Linked DNA regions of Mus musculus: all the other regions are linked to region 2. The links are chromatin contacts, called in public HiCAR-type and promoter capture Hi-C maps. All regions are on one chromosome and are shown on one strand. Each heading gives the region's core, a stretch centred on a gene start, on an enhancer-like site or on the middle of the called end of the contact. The rest is flanking DNA. Distances are from core to core; before and after follow the strand shown.

Region 1 (2,700 bases), core at 34-2,533, 1.1 Mb after region 2:
GTTAAGAGCACTGACTGTTTTTTTCTGAAAGTCCCGAGTTCAAATCCCAGCAACCACATGGTGGCTCACAACCATCCCTAACAAGATCTGACTCCCTCTTCTGGAGTGTCTTAAAACAGCTAGCTGCAGTGTACTTACATATAATAAATAAATAAATCTTTAAAAAAAAAAGTAGTCTTCAATAACTTTACAAACGAAAGTGAGAAATGCAGTATTTATTCACATGTACTTTATAAGTAAGACACTTCTAAACCTAGCCCTAGCCCGACATGGTGGCGCACGTCTTTAATCTTGGGAGGTAGAGGTAAGCGGATCTCTGAGTTTAAGGCCAACCTGGTCTGTCTACACAGTGAGTTCCAAGCCAGCCAGGGTCACAAGCGAGACCTTGTCTCAAAAATAAAGAAAAGGCAGAAAACTAAACCTGTCTGACTTCGGCAAAGAAACACCAGTTTGCATAAAGCCTATCAAGTTAAACTACTGAGCAGGAATGCCTTTCCTGCTCAGATCCTAGATCTAAATGGCTTTCTTTGTAAGAACTCTCCAAATCCGGTTCCTGGCCTTAACAACAAAAGCTCTAGCCAACGCTGCAACACACCGACTCCCTCCAGTCTGCACATTGGCTTCAAACTGTCTGGGACAACAGATGAGGTAGTTCGACGCAGACCTGGCAACGCACGGTCTCAGCCTCCCAGGAATTGTCCCTTCCCTGTCGCCTGCTAAACAAAACCCCGAACCACATCGCAGTCTACACCGTCAAAATCGCTCCCGTTCTATTAAACAAAATAATAGTAGAAAATGTACCTGTAGAGCGTCTGCGGCACAGCCACCAAGTCACAGCTCGGAACCCGCGCCCTTCTCCTTGCCACACCACCCCAGCCCTCCCTCCCTTTCCGTGACGGCTCCGCTGCGAGCGGTGGCGCCCGGAGGGTCACGGAGCTCCCCGGAGCGCCGCCCAGGCTCCCGCGAGGCCCGCCCGCGCCAGGCCCGGCTCCGTACCATTCTCCTCACGGGGCGGACTCCGGAAGGGCAGCGGCTCCTCCTCCACCTCCGCGGCCTGCAGCCATCTATCGGAAAGCGTCTCCGGAGGCGGTGGCACGGGCCACCGAACAAGGACAGCCCCGGGAAACCTTCTCAGAACTAACTCAGCTCCAGCGCTAGCAGCAGAAGTCGAGTCTTTCATAATTGTGCGACCAGCTCCGCCGGGTGACTGGCCACAGGGACGCGCCCGCGCCCGCCTCCGCCGGAGACGGGGCCGCGGCAGCCACGTGACGGGGCCGTCGAGTGCGTCGCGCGGAGGGCGTGTCACGTGAAGGGCGCGCTTACTGCGGCCTGCCCCTAAGCTCCGCCGGCCGGGAAACGCCGAGCTGCTGCTTTCCCTGGTGTTGCTGGCTTCGGCTTCCCCTGCCTCTGTCCACGAGAACTTGTTCCGCTTTAATGACCAGATTCCCCGGCTTCGCCAAAACTTAGCTCCCGGCCGCGCACGCTTGTCTGTTTCTTTTGCTATCGCATCTGTCTACGTTGGTTATTAGCGATCTCTTCCCGCACGTTATCCTTTCCCATCAAGGGTGCAATCCGTTTTTTTTTTTTTATCAACACTGCTATTATTAGTGACTTATTTTAGGTGTATGTGTGTTTTGCCTCATGTATGTCTGTGTACCATATGTGTGCAGTGTCCTCAGAAGACCGTGCTAGATCCTCCAGAACTGGAATTTCAGACATTTAGTGTTATTTGAGTTCCTTTGTAGCCCAGGCGCCTGGCCTAAAATGACCTTGAACTATGGATTCTGCCTTTAACCCCACACTGCTGGGATTGCCGGCTTTTGCCATCCTGAAAGTTTTTTGTTTTTTGTTTTTTTTTAGATCAGGAGTAGTGGCACATGCCTGTAATCCCAGCACTCCGAAGGCTAAGGCAAGAGGACTGCAGTAAATTCCAGGCTATCGAGGATTAGAATGACACCATCTTAAAAACACAAAACCAAACCTGCTTTTGGCACATCATCTTTCTGTATGTATATTATGGGTATGGAGAGTCTTGGAACCAATTCCCTACAGAGACCTAGAGACATTTTTTCTTACAATTTTAAAGGCTCCTCTGCCTGAAGGGCTGTTCTGCCTCTATCTTTCCTCTTTTAACTCTGGCTAATCTCAAATTTACTGTAATCCTCCTGCCTTAGATATACATCTTTAAGTATACATTAAATCAATAGATGCAAAACCTAACAAAATACAAATGTGTATTTCTTTAGATTAATAAAATGTTCAGTATAATTTTATTTCCAATTATTTTCCTTCTTTGGTTGGTTGAGTCAACCTAGAACCTAGGTATAGGGCGAGCCAACTGCACTAGCCTGCTCTGTGTCTATAGATGGACTGTGGATGGACTAGCTGAAGTTTCCTACAATGTGCACGTACCTTGGTTTGGTTTAGCTTCTTCCATGCTGCATAGTTATTATCTCCCAAGCAATATGACCCACAGTTCACTGAGCCAAGCCTCTTCAACAAACTAATCCAGCCACTCACTCTTTCTCTTACAAGTTTTGTGGTGCTTATAAATCATCTTCAGGCATTCCCCACCTTGTAGGCCTAGGAGGAGCAGTGTTTTTAAGTGCTTCAAGTGCTGGCCATGGTGGTACATGTCTTTAATCCTAGCACTTGGGAGGTTGAGGCATGCTGATCTCTGTGAGTTCAAGGCCAATCTGG
Region 2 (2,700 bases), core at 32-2,531:
CATCCCACCCTTTCATTAGAGACACACGCGCAAGGAAATTTCCTTTTCCTTCGTCAAGGCTGGAAATCTCAGGTTCCTTTTTCAGAATTACTCTCAAAAACAATGTTTTAATAAATTCACTACATACTGTAACATAATACTCCGGGCCACAGTGAAGTGTGTATTTTCCAAGTGGTCCCACATCAATTTTCTCTTGGTAATTGGTGTTCTTTAATAAAAATAAACTTCTAATCTCTGGAAGATTTGCTTTCCTTTTTAAATCTGTGTGGTAAGGTCCTGTGGAAAGTGCTGAGAGAGGAGAAATCTTTCATAAGAGGTCTAGGATAGAATGGACAATACGACAAGAATCAACAACAGAAACGGCGAAGTGTTCAAAATTAGAAAGCTGTGTTTTGGCTTGAAAAGTGTGCGATTCAAAACCAAAACTGTCGTTAACTATGTATAAACAGAAACTTGGGAGATGGTATCTCATTTACTCGAGTTAATTAACTATTCGCAAAACTAACAGGCAAGTCACCAGTGTTCTCCTTTCAACTATGTGACTAACTGACCAAGGTCCTGGTAGAGGGAAATTGACAGCGAACAAAAATCACACTCAGTCAAATTAAGTCGTTTCCAGGGAAGCTGTAAAATACTGGGGAGGAGGAGGAAGCATGACACTATTCTTCTAAGTTATTTTTCACCCTGCCATTAGCCCTTCCTCCCAACTCTTCCAGAAAGAATTCGATGCAATCAAAACACTAACAGACCACTAATGGAACTACTGTGCGAATACGAATATGGACTCAACTTGAACTCTTGCTCCATTTTAAAAGAATAATTATTTGCAAAGTAACTAGACAGGAAAACAAGGGTAAACCACGGTAGTCTCTTCATAAAAGAAATACACTCCAGACTGCTGCAAGGGCAACGCTGTCGCCGCTGAGCTCCGCCGGTCCACCTCCCCCGGCCTTTCAGCTTCGGCGGCCTGCCGGCCCGGAGGCCCGAGAGCAGCCCGGGCGCTTGCGTACCTGCTCGGCCGGCGCTCGGTCCATGGCGCCGGCGACAGGCGCCGGCTCTAGTCGGTGTGCGCAGCGCCGCGGGCCGCTTTCTCCATGGCCCCCCGCTCGGTCCCGCCGGGCTCGGTCCACTCCGCACAGCCGGCCGGACGCCGACTCGGCTACGCCACTGGCTGGGGAGGCGGCTCCAGCTCAAGGCGGGGGAGGCGGCGGCCGCCCCGGGGAGGGATCATCTGGGACGGAAGCCGAGCGGGACCGAAAGGGCGGAGGCGCAGTAGGAAATGGAGATACGCAGGGGCGGGGATGGCCGAGGAGCGACGGGGGCGGGGGGAGGGGGGTGGCTAGCGGGCAGCCAAGGCCAGGGGCACTGCCTGGTTGGGTTACTCCTCCCACTCCCACCTAGGCAGGTTGGGCTGCCTGGAACTCAGGACGCATGTGTTCACTTTGCCGGGACCTCAGAGACTGCTCAGAAGGCAAAACCTACTCAGGATATTGGAAGAGCTTGTAGCTGCTCACTAGTCCTGTGATCCTGTCAGTACTCTAAAAGAATGAAAAGAACGAACAATCTTGCCCTTTGAAAATTGCACAAATAAATTGCATACACAGAGTAGCAGCCATAGGTAAGAAGCCCTGTTAAAAAATCTCCACAAATAATGATTAATTAATGTTATTGTCCCGGTTCCAGACTCACATCTAGCCTCAACTCCAGGCTGATTTTGCCCATTTCGAACCCTATTTTTACCCAAAACCTGCATAACTACCCAAGAAGAGATTATCTTCTCCTCTGCTTTCCCCATATGGTTAAGAATTGTTCCTTTTAATCTCCAGGTCATCAGCTCCTTAAAGACTAGAGTTTGCCTTGAAACTAAACCCTACTGGTAGATTCCCTCTGGGGAGTTAGACAGCCTCCAACACACACAAGCTCTCCACAAGAGTTCTGGCTTGATAACGTCGGTCAGCTGAATTATATATACTTCAGTGAAGAAAGAGAGTAGAGTTGGCTGCTGTTAGGGTCACTGGCCAGGGGATCTATGTCTGGAAAAGGGAAAAGGATATCTAAGAAATCTGCTTCGTCATCACGCTTTGGGAGATGTTCATAAAGCCTTTTCAGTTAATCCAAGTCTGTAAGGAGAGAGTGGTCTGTAAAGATCCTGGCTATGTTAGTGTGGAAGCTGTATTTCTGCCAGCTTAAATGAATGCATTTTGTCTACAGGACATATGAAGGCTGGTCTGCAAACCACATGATGGAGAAACACTTATGCCTGTACATGAGAGTTTCGTGCATTTGGTTTTGTTTTTCCACTGTATGCACACTTTTATTTCAGTTGCACATGCATTTGTGTTGAAAATGTGTGAGCTGTGTAATGTCAGATTCCTTAGAGTCTATTACAAACCCTTGCTCAGGATTCAATGGCTGCAGAAGAAATTTAAGGCTGATCCACAAAGCAAAGCTATTTATACAGGGCAGTTACATAAGCCACAGCGGCTCACCCTCCTTTCTGACAGCAAGATGAGATGAGCTGTGCCCCTACCGGTGGTCTTTAGCTGCAAGACACCCAGCCTGAGTTAAAAAGTCATTAATGCAGTACGGTATTTGAGGTTTTCCCCTTCTTTGAAGGATCTGTAAGAGGAAATGTAAATACAGAGTCTCTAAATATCGTTCCATATTGTATGATTTTTTGCGACTGAAATTGTTCTTGAT
Region 3 (2,700 bases), core at 30-2,529, 1.2 Mb after region 2:
CTTTTCAAGCCCAGAGTGACAAAGCAGTCTTTCAGAGAAGTGATGGTTTTTAAGTAATAACTACATACACAGTTTACACAACAGTGTGCAAACAATACCGATACAAATTTCCCAACATCAAATGTCAGAAAAGAAAGTGAACAGAAACAAAATCTAAAACACTGAGAGTTAGCTTCTTGGTCACACATTGGAGCTCAAATTACTTTGATCCCGAATTTTAAAACATTATTTCAGCAAATATGGGTATGTGAGCGCATATTTGTTATTTTTTTCTCAACCAGACTTTGACCCTTTTAGACGTCAAACTATTCAAACCTCTCATTTCCCCTTTAAAGGTATTTTAAAGTATACCTATATGAAAACAAAAGCATAATACAAATCCCATAGTATAATCACATGTACCTTACATAGAAGGCACTATCTGGGAGTGAAAGGAAAGTATATAGATATTCATATGGCTATAGAGAGAAATGTATGTGAGCGCAGTCAACAAAAGAGCAGGCCAGAACGCTAACACCTGGAACCCTGTTCACACCGGCCCCTCCATCCGCCTTTTTCTAGGCAAAAGGCAGCAGTAAGATTGGGCTACACAGAGAAGCACAGAAGTGAATTCTTTGAATTAAGAAGAAAAGATGCCAGCACAGTGAAAAATTATAGAGAGGGCTCCAGGACCAAGGAGGAGGAAGCTCCCCACCCACTCCTACCCCCGCCCGCGGGTTTCTCCCAGGGGTTGGGCATTTCGCTGGATTTCGGGGGCTGGGGGCGGGTGAGGAATGCTGGGACTCAAGGACGAAGGCAGTTAACCGGGCCCGGGCAGTGGGAGAATGGGAAGCCAGGGTAGAAGGAGAGGAAGGGGGAGGTAGGGAAGGAGGAGGGATGAGGGAAATCCGGAGGAGGTTAGAGGGAAAGGAAGGGATGGAGGGGGAGGGGGAGGAAGCGGGAGGAAGGGGAGGGAAAAGCGGAGGGGAGGGGAGGGGAGTGCGGCTCTCACCAGTCCGAGCAGGCAGCTCCAGAGCAGGGCAGCCGCGGGAGCGTGCAGCGAGTGCAGCAGCCCCATCCCACGGGCGGGCAGCTAGGCTCAGGCTGCGCTGGCGGCACCCGGACCTCTAGGGTGCAGCCCCGACTTCCTCTTCCGGTCCCTCCCGCGAAACGCTAGGCCGGGACTCTGTGGGTACTGTCAGCTCCTGGCAGAGCCGTTTTAGCTGCGTAAATCCTGGGTTCTCGTTCGGTTCCCCCTAACTGCGGCCGCCGCCCATTCCAAGCCACTGGAGCTTCGGGTTTCAGTTTCCTTTCTGGCCTCTGCCACGTAGCCTCGGGGCGATCTTCGTAAATACGGAACCCAGACGAGGCTCCTCTCCACACTTGGCAGCACAAATCAAAACTCTTCCTCTGCTGCTAAGTTTACGTCACCTCACCCTGTTTTCTCTGTCCTTGGTTTCTCTACTTTCCCACCCGTTAAGATCCACAGACCCTCCAGGCGGGCAGTCTCTGGGGAATACACTCTTGGTGTTCCCTTATCACTTACTTAACACTTCCTCCCTAAAGAGGGTTTCCTAGTACACTTCATCTTAAGTACCCCTTAATTCACTTTCATGCTATGATTTATTTGTAACCTTCATAGCTTTTTTTTTCTTTTTGTTATTTATTTATTTATTTATTTATTGCTGTTGTTGTTCTTGCTTTCTTTGGAAACATCCTCGACTAGTACTGAACTCACTTTGAAGATGATGGCCTAGAACTCAGAGATCTTCCTGTATCATAGGCATAAGTCACCATGCCTGAGGTTTTGGGGGTCCCTCCCCCCATTTTCTTATACTCATCTATGTATCTCCCATGCTGCTATCCAGTTAATGGAAGGATCCCTCTTTGCTCTGTTGACTGCTGTGTCCTTACACACAGAATATCCAGTGTATACTAGGTTGTCAAATATTTGTTGGATGACTATTTAATACCAAACACTGAATAGGACAGTGTTCCTGTTATCCTAAAGGAGGGACACAGCAAGGACTACAGATGTGTGAGCAAACACTGTTACAAAGCAACCTTTCACAAGGAACTCCACAAGGATCCAAGGGAGGTAAAAATAGGGCACCAGGAAGAGAAAAAAAAAAAAAAAAAAAAAAAAAAAACACCAGCCCTAGCTGAGTATAACTGACTATTACCTTCTGTGCAAGTTAATTTCAGCTAGGCAAAGAGGAAGGAAGCATTAGTCTGAAAGCCAAGGGAGGCAACTACAGAACTACAGAACTACAGAACTGGACCTTGGCTGAAGTTAGGAGAGGGGGAGAGTGAGAAGAGGCAGAGGGTGAAATAGTTGCACAGCTTGGAACTTGAGACTTCCTCATTGGCATCTTCCTGGGGGAATTCCTGAAGGAAGCTCTCCCACAGTTCTGCGTGGGTTTTTTCTGTAGTTGTCTGTCCCCTGGCTTCCCCCTCTGGTCCAGTTTCAATCTATTTGTAACCCTACCAGCTGTAAGAACCCCCTAGACAGAAACTGCCTGTCAAGCATTGTTGCATTTACTCTCAGCCACTTTTAGAATCCTTCTAGGACACTGATGTTTAAGCTAATCTCCCCTTTCCACTGGGATCCTAGATACTTGCTCATCTGATGAGAGCAATATATCTGGATTTTAAAAACATTTCCAGATTTAATATACAGCCAAGCTTAAAAACCTTTCATTATTTAGTGTTTCAGAGTGC
Region 4 (2,700 bases), core at 56-2,555, 1.2 Mb after region 2:
AAATGTAAATGAGCTAAATACCTAATAAAAAATAGAAAAAAAAATAAATAAAAAAAAGAAGTTTTAGTGCTGCTTGAAAAGCAGGAACAACAGAGTTTTGCTTTTTATATAGCCTACCATGTCTCTGTTTCAAATGTGTAATTTTTCTTCCTTTAAACTTTGGTCCAAACAATGACCCTGTTTTACTGGCACCACAGCACAATTTGAAAAAGCTCTATTGGATAAGACGGACTAAGGGGGATAGTGAACATCACCCAGGCCAGGGGAAGGAAAGTTTCACTTTACTTTTTGGCAGTGTAGCCGCGTTCCTTTCACCCGAGTCAGAAATGTATCAGCTTTCCCCAGCATATTTTTTAGGTGGAAGAAAAAAATTGGGGGATGGGGAAAGTTAAGACAGGGTTTCATATAACTCAGGTTTGTTTTGAACTTGATATGGAGCCGGTGATGCCCTTGAATTTTCTTGCTCCTCCTTCCAGTCTCAAGGGCTGGGATTTCAGGCAACAACCACTACATGGCTGGAAAGTAAGTTTTCTAATTTAAACTAGTGAAAGGGCCTAAAGTTAAAAAAACACACACACACATACACACACACACAGTAAACAAAACTTTACGTAGGCATAAAATATTAAATTCTAAAGAAAATCTGTTTTAAATAATTTAAATATTGAGATTTTTCAATAAATTAAACTTTTTTAAAAAAAGATTTATTTATTATTATAAATAAGTACCCTGTTGCTGTCTTCAGACACGCAACAGAAGAGGGCGTCAGATCTCATTATGGATGGTTGTGAGCCACCGTGTGGTTGCTGGAATTTGAACTCAGGACCTTTGGAAGAGCAGACAGTGCTCTTACCCACTGAGCCATCTCACCAGCCCTAAACTTTATCTTTGCATAACTATTCTGTCAGGCAAACTTTTTCTTTTGTTGAGGTGTAGGTACAAGAACAACTTCAAGATTTAAGAAAAAAATTTCACTTATCACAGACAAAGTTTCAGAGATAAGAGCTCCTACAGGTGTTAAGAACACTATAAAGATGGTAGGTCAGGTTTGTAATCCCAGCACTTGGAGGCTGGGACAGGGGAATGGCACGAATTCATTAACCTTGGGAAGTTCGAGAAAATACAAGATCATGCACACACATTTCACCGCTAATAGAATGATCATGAACTTCATGTCTCCAGAGAACTCCTCTCTCCTCCTAGACTCGTGCGCCCCCAGGCGGTGTTTCCCGGAACTTCATCCTGCTCGTCCTGCTCCGGCGCGAATAAAGATTTCTTATTCAAAACGCCGGAAGTGACTACGGAGGCCGGGAGAGTCAGCGCGAAGTAGCCTCGTAGGGAGGCAGCGATGAGCGACATGGTGGAGAGGACGCTGACCGCACTGCCGGGGCTCTTCCTGCAGAACCAGCTGGGAGGACCTGCGGCCTCCAGAGCACCCTTCTTCTCCAGGCTGGGCGGCCTCATCCGTGGCGTCACTGCACTCTCATCCAAGCACGTATGCGGCGGGGTTGGCTGGGCGGGATGGGGTGGGGCGGCGGGGCCGGAGACATCGGTCCGCTGGATGGACGCAGCCGGGCGTCCGCCTCAAGTTGCCTGTACCGACCGACCTCAGGAGGCCGGCTTTCTGATTTGGAGGCCCGAAGACCCTCCGTGTGTTTTCTCATGGGGTGCTTTGAGGATTACATGAGCTGTCAATCGAGTGAAAAAAGCCAGTATGACCTAAAGCCTGAGCTATAGGCTCCTACCAAGTTTCTCCTCCCTGTTGAGATTTTTGTTTTGTTTTGATTTTTCGAGACAGGATTTCTCTGTGTAGCCCGGGCTGTCCTGGAACTCACTCTGTAGACCAGGCTGGCCTCGAACTCAGAAATCCGCCTGCCTCTGCCTTCCAAGTGCTGGGATTAAAGGCTTGTGCCACCACTGCCCGGCTCCCTCTTGAGTTTTAATTTTTCTATTTGGAAGCATCACGTACTCGGACAGACAACCCTCATTCCCACCCCTGACAGGGCTGTTAATCTTTGCAGAGCTTGAGGTTTAGTCTAGACCAACGGGTTGGGCAAAGACGCGCTTTGAAAACTAGTAGTTACTATAGAAGTTATTAAGTTCCCACGTACTTTGTATGGTACTGACTCAAAGCCTCAAGGAGTGTTTGTCTTAAAAACATAATATTGTGTCATACTTTCTTCAGCAAGTATTTATCAAGCACAACTATATGTTAAGTAATGAAAATAGCAAAACACTTTTCTGTCTATTTTCTGTCCATTTTAGACTTAACATAAATAAGTAACTACAGTGCAGTGTAAATGCCTGCAGCATGGAGAAGAGAAACAAGATGCCTTTAAAGGTTTAAAACGGGCTTGTGTTCTCACTGGAAGCTGGTGTGTGGCAGGGCTTGCTGAACATCCCTTAATCATTATTCGTGTACTTAACATCTCTTCGTGCTTTTCTGTTGCTAATTTGTATGAGAGGGCAAGTAAGTATTTTGTGTGTACATGTATGTACTGAGAGAATGTGTATGTGCTGGTATGTGAGGATGCACGGACCCACGGCACATGTATAGGCTTCCGAGAACAGCTTTGGGTCTTAGTCCTTACCTTCCACCTAGTAGGTGAGATCTCTCTTGACGCTTGTTTCTGTGTTGTATATTCAGGCAGGCTGGCTAGGGAGCTTCGAGTGTTCTGTCTCACCATAGGAGTGCAGGGA
Region 5 (2,700 bases), core at 19-2,518, 1.0 Mb after region 2:
TAGCGTTCAGGAGGCAGCAGCAGGGGGGATCTCTGAGTCTGAGGCTAACCTGGTGTACAGAGTGGGTTCTAGAACGAATAGCTAAGGCTACACAGAGAAACCCTGTGTCCAAAAAAAGACAAGTGTATATTTATACACACACACACATATGTATATATACTTATATACACATACACATGTGTGTATATATGTCTATGTGTGTATGTATATATGTATATATACATCTATGTACCTGTATAGTATGTATACACGTATATTTACATGTATACACACATATATACATATATATGTATACACACATATACAGATATACGTGCATACACACACACACACACACACACACACACACACAGCTTGGGTTCTGAAGAGATGGCTCAGCAGTTAAGAGCATTTCTGCTGTTCTTTCAGAAGATCCTGGCTCACTTCCCAGCAACCACATGGCAGCTCACAACCATTTGTGTCTCCAGTTCCAAGGGATCTAATGCCCTCTTCTGGCCTCCAAGAGCACTGCTTTGGTGTGCTTAAATTGTCAGCAAAGCATTCATATACATAAAATAAAATCTTTAAAAGAATAAATGACTTAATGTGGAGAGACGGGACTGGAGCATCTGCCCAGCATGCAGAGATGGGAAATACTGCAGGCTCCAGGAGGCCTCCTTGATCTGCACAGCTCCCTCTTATCTGACCGATTCAGTAGGGCCGCTCACCACCTTTGTCCTTTATTACCTTTCTTCCCACAGACTGAATCTGAAATCCAGGCCCCACCGCTCAGCGGCCTCACTCAGTGCCTCTGCTCAGTTTCACCCATCTGAAAAGTGTGCCATTCTCACTTTTACTCAGTGATGTCACGGAGGCCCTGAGCTGACTGATCAGGGAGTACATGTATGTTATCTCTTCTGGGTCCTTCATGGGTCAAATCTGGCAGAGCCCTCCCAAATGCAACAGGTGCCATGCCCCCTCTAGGTAAGCCCTCCCCCAGCCCCCCACTCCTGAGGTTATCTATAAAGGCACAGGACATAGAGGCTCACAGGTTGTAGTAGGCACCGAAGTCGTCTGCAGGGACCGGCCGATGAGACGCCATGTCAATGAAGCACATCAGGCTTTCACTTCTACTCACGAGCTACCTTTGATCCTTTTAACTTCATTTCTCCAGGACTGCTCCCTGGCTTGTTTTTGGTTTTGAACCGTTTGAATGCCCCCCTCCCCCCTTTGTGTTGTTGCTGTCTGATTTCACTTGACTCAGGCCCAGTTCTTCTTGGATCCTCCCCTGCATCACAATTGTCACCCTTCATACCAAGGTTCTAACGTGTTGTCAAGGGATACCATTATTTGTTTGTTTGAAATGCTTCTGAAAGATCAACTTTCTGAGAACGAATTGTCCACATCACAGCTCTCCCTCTATTTCTGGGTTTCTCACACACAAGCACACAGAGATGTTCACCCTCTGGATTTGGGGACAGTGTGTGGCAACACTGCTCCCATGAACCCTAGAGGGACATCTCTTCCCCTATGGAGGAGGTAGTGAGATTTTTCTCATCCCGATGCATACACAGTGAGGTCACCAGAATTGTTTATTCTTGGGATGGAGACACAGCTGGATATGGGCACATACCCATAGTACACAGGCTGTTAGGGTTTTACTGCTGTGGACAGACACCATGACCAAGGCAACTCTTCTAAGGACAACATTTAAATGGGGCTGGCTTACAGTTTTAGAGGTTCAGTCCATTATCATCAAGGTGGAGAACAAGGGCATGTCCTGGCAGACATGGTGCAGGAGGAGCTGAGAGTTCTATATCTTCATCTGAAGGACACTAGAAGACTGGCTCCCATGTAGTTAGGAGAAAAGAATCATTGCCCACCCCCACAATGACACATTTCCTCCAACAAGGCCACACCTCCTAATAGGCCAAGCATATTTAAACCACCACACAGGCTTATTATAGGATTTACAAGCTGTGGCCTCTGGGGCACACATGGTTTTCTGAACTCAGACTTTTCCACTGGAGGAAAAGGATGGCATCCTCAGTTCTAACTAAAAGCATGGGGCTGTGACCTGGGAAAGCACCCGTGCTGGGGCCTTGCCTCTGGAGTGCCTAGTTGCTGCTGGCCTGCTCTCTGAGCAGATCTACTGGGTCAGCCAAGCACCAGCAGAGAGCAGGCAGAGAGCCCTTAGGATCAGTTTATCCCAGGTAGGGTACTGAAGACAGGCTGAAGGAAAAATACTCTCAAAGTCCAACTTCATAGAGCAATGAGTTTCAGTGGGGTCAGTTAGGGCATATGGGTGGAGAGATCAGGAGCAAATAGGACTCAGCTGTGTCACCGAAGACCCCAGTATGAGTGACAGCTCATGAAAGCTGGGCTCCAGGAGCACACACAGCCTGCAGGCACTCAACAGATTGCAGTGTCCTTTCTAGGCCTTTTAGTCGTAAGCCACACACTGCAACACACACCACATGACATCGATCTCTCTCACACACTATGCCAAACCACCCGGCAACACACACAATGACTAAGAAATATACATTAGATCCATAATGATGCCCCTCTGTGTATGTGCATATATGTATTGAGAATCAGAATTCACACCAATAGTCACAACCTTTCTAGATTTATTTTCCCTTCCTATACAATCTAACTCTAACTGGGAGACACCTAGCTTCTGACAGCCCTAGCATAGCTCCTGTCTCATCAGTCCTC

The links. Promoter capture Hi-C pulls out the DNA fragments that hold promoters and counts their contacts. HiCAR-type assays count read pairs that join an accessible place to other places.
Region 1: a HiCAR-type map of astrocytes shows a contact between it and region 2, with 4 times the contacts expected there. The contact joins the promoter of Trpm7 here to the promoter of Secisbp2l in region 2. A contact is called at or near these places in 1 of 115 datasets of contacts at active chromatin or transcription factors (astrocytes) and 2 of 9 other capture datasets (adipose tissue and pancreatic islet).
Region 3: a promoter capture Hi-C map of pre-B cells shows a contact between it and region 2, with 3 times the contacts expected there. The contact joins the promoter of Sppl2a here to the promoter of Secisbp2l in region 2. A contact is called at or near these places in 2 of 39 promoter capture datasets (the HPC-7 cell line and pre-B cells) and 1 of 115 datasets of contacts at active chromatin or transcription factors (pancreatic cancer cells).
Region 4: a promoter capture Hi-C map of stem cell-derived epiblast-like cells shows a contact between it and region 2, with 3 times the contacts expected there. The contact joins the promoter of Ap4e1 here to the promoter of Secisbp2l in region 2. A contact is called at or near these places in 6 of 39 promoter capture datasets (3T3-L1-derived adipocytes, the HPC-7 cell line, embryonic stem cells and 3 more) and 1 of 115 datasets of contacts at active chromatin or transcription factors (astrocytes).
Region 5: a HiCAR-type map of astrocytes shows a contact between it and region 2, with 2.9 times the contacts expected there. The contact joins the promoter of Usp50 here to the promoter of Secisbp2l in region 2. A contact is called at or near these places in 3 of 39 promoter capture datasets (the HPC-7 cell line, hippocampal neurons and stem cell-derived epiblast-like cells) and 1 of 115 datasets of contacts at active chromatin or transcription factors (astrocytes).

The regions. Positions count from the first base shown.
Region 1 is chr2:126,874,978-126,877,677 of GRCm38.p6, forward strand. Trpm7 (transient receptor potential cation channel, subfamily M, member 7) reads right to left here and starts at 1,284. Exons shown (of 39, transcript NM_021450.2): 1 at 997-1,284. The coding sequence starts at 999.
Region 2 is chr2:125,781,589-125,784,288 of GRCm38.p6, forward strand. It overlaps Secisbp2l (SECIS binding protein 2-like), which reads right to left and starts at 1,282. Exons shown (of 18, transcript NM_177608.3): 1 at 1,011-1,282. The coding sequence starts at 1,034.
Region 3 is chr2:126,931,956-126,934,655 of GRCm38.p6, forward strand. It overlaps Sppl2a (signal peptide peptidase like 2A), which reads right to left and starts at 1,280. Exons shown (of 15, transcript NM_023220.2): 1 at 992-1,280. The coding sequence starts at 1,057.
Region 4 is chr2:127,007,406-127,010,105 of GRCm38.p6, forward strand. Ap4e1 (adaptor-related protein complex AP-4, epsilon 1) reads left to right here and starts at 1,306. Exons shown (of 21, transcript NM_175550.3): 1 at 1,306-1,495. The coding sequence starts at 1,349.
Region 5 is chr2:126,782,192-126,784,891 of GRCm38.p6, forward strand. It overlaps Usp50 (ubiquitin specific peptidase 50), which reads right to left and starts at 1,269. Exons shown (of 7, transcript NM_029163.3): 1 at 1,029-1,269. The coding sequence starts at 1,096.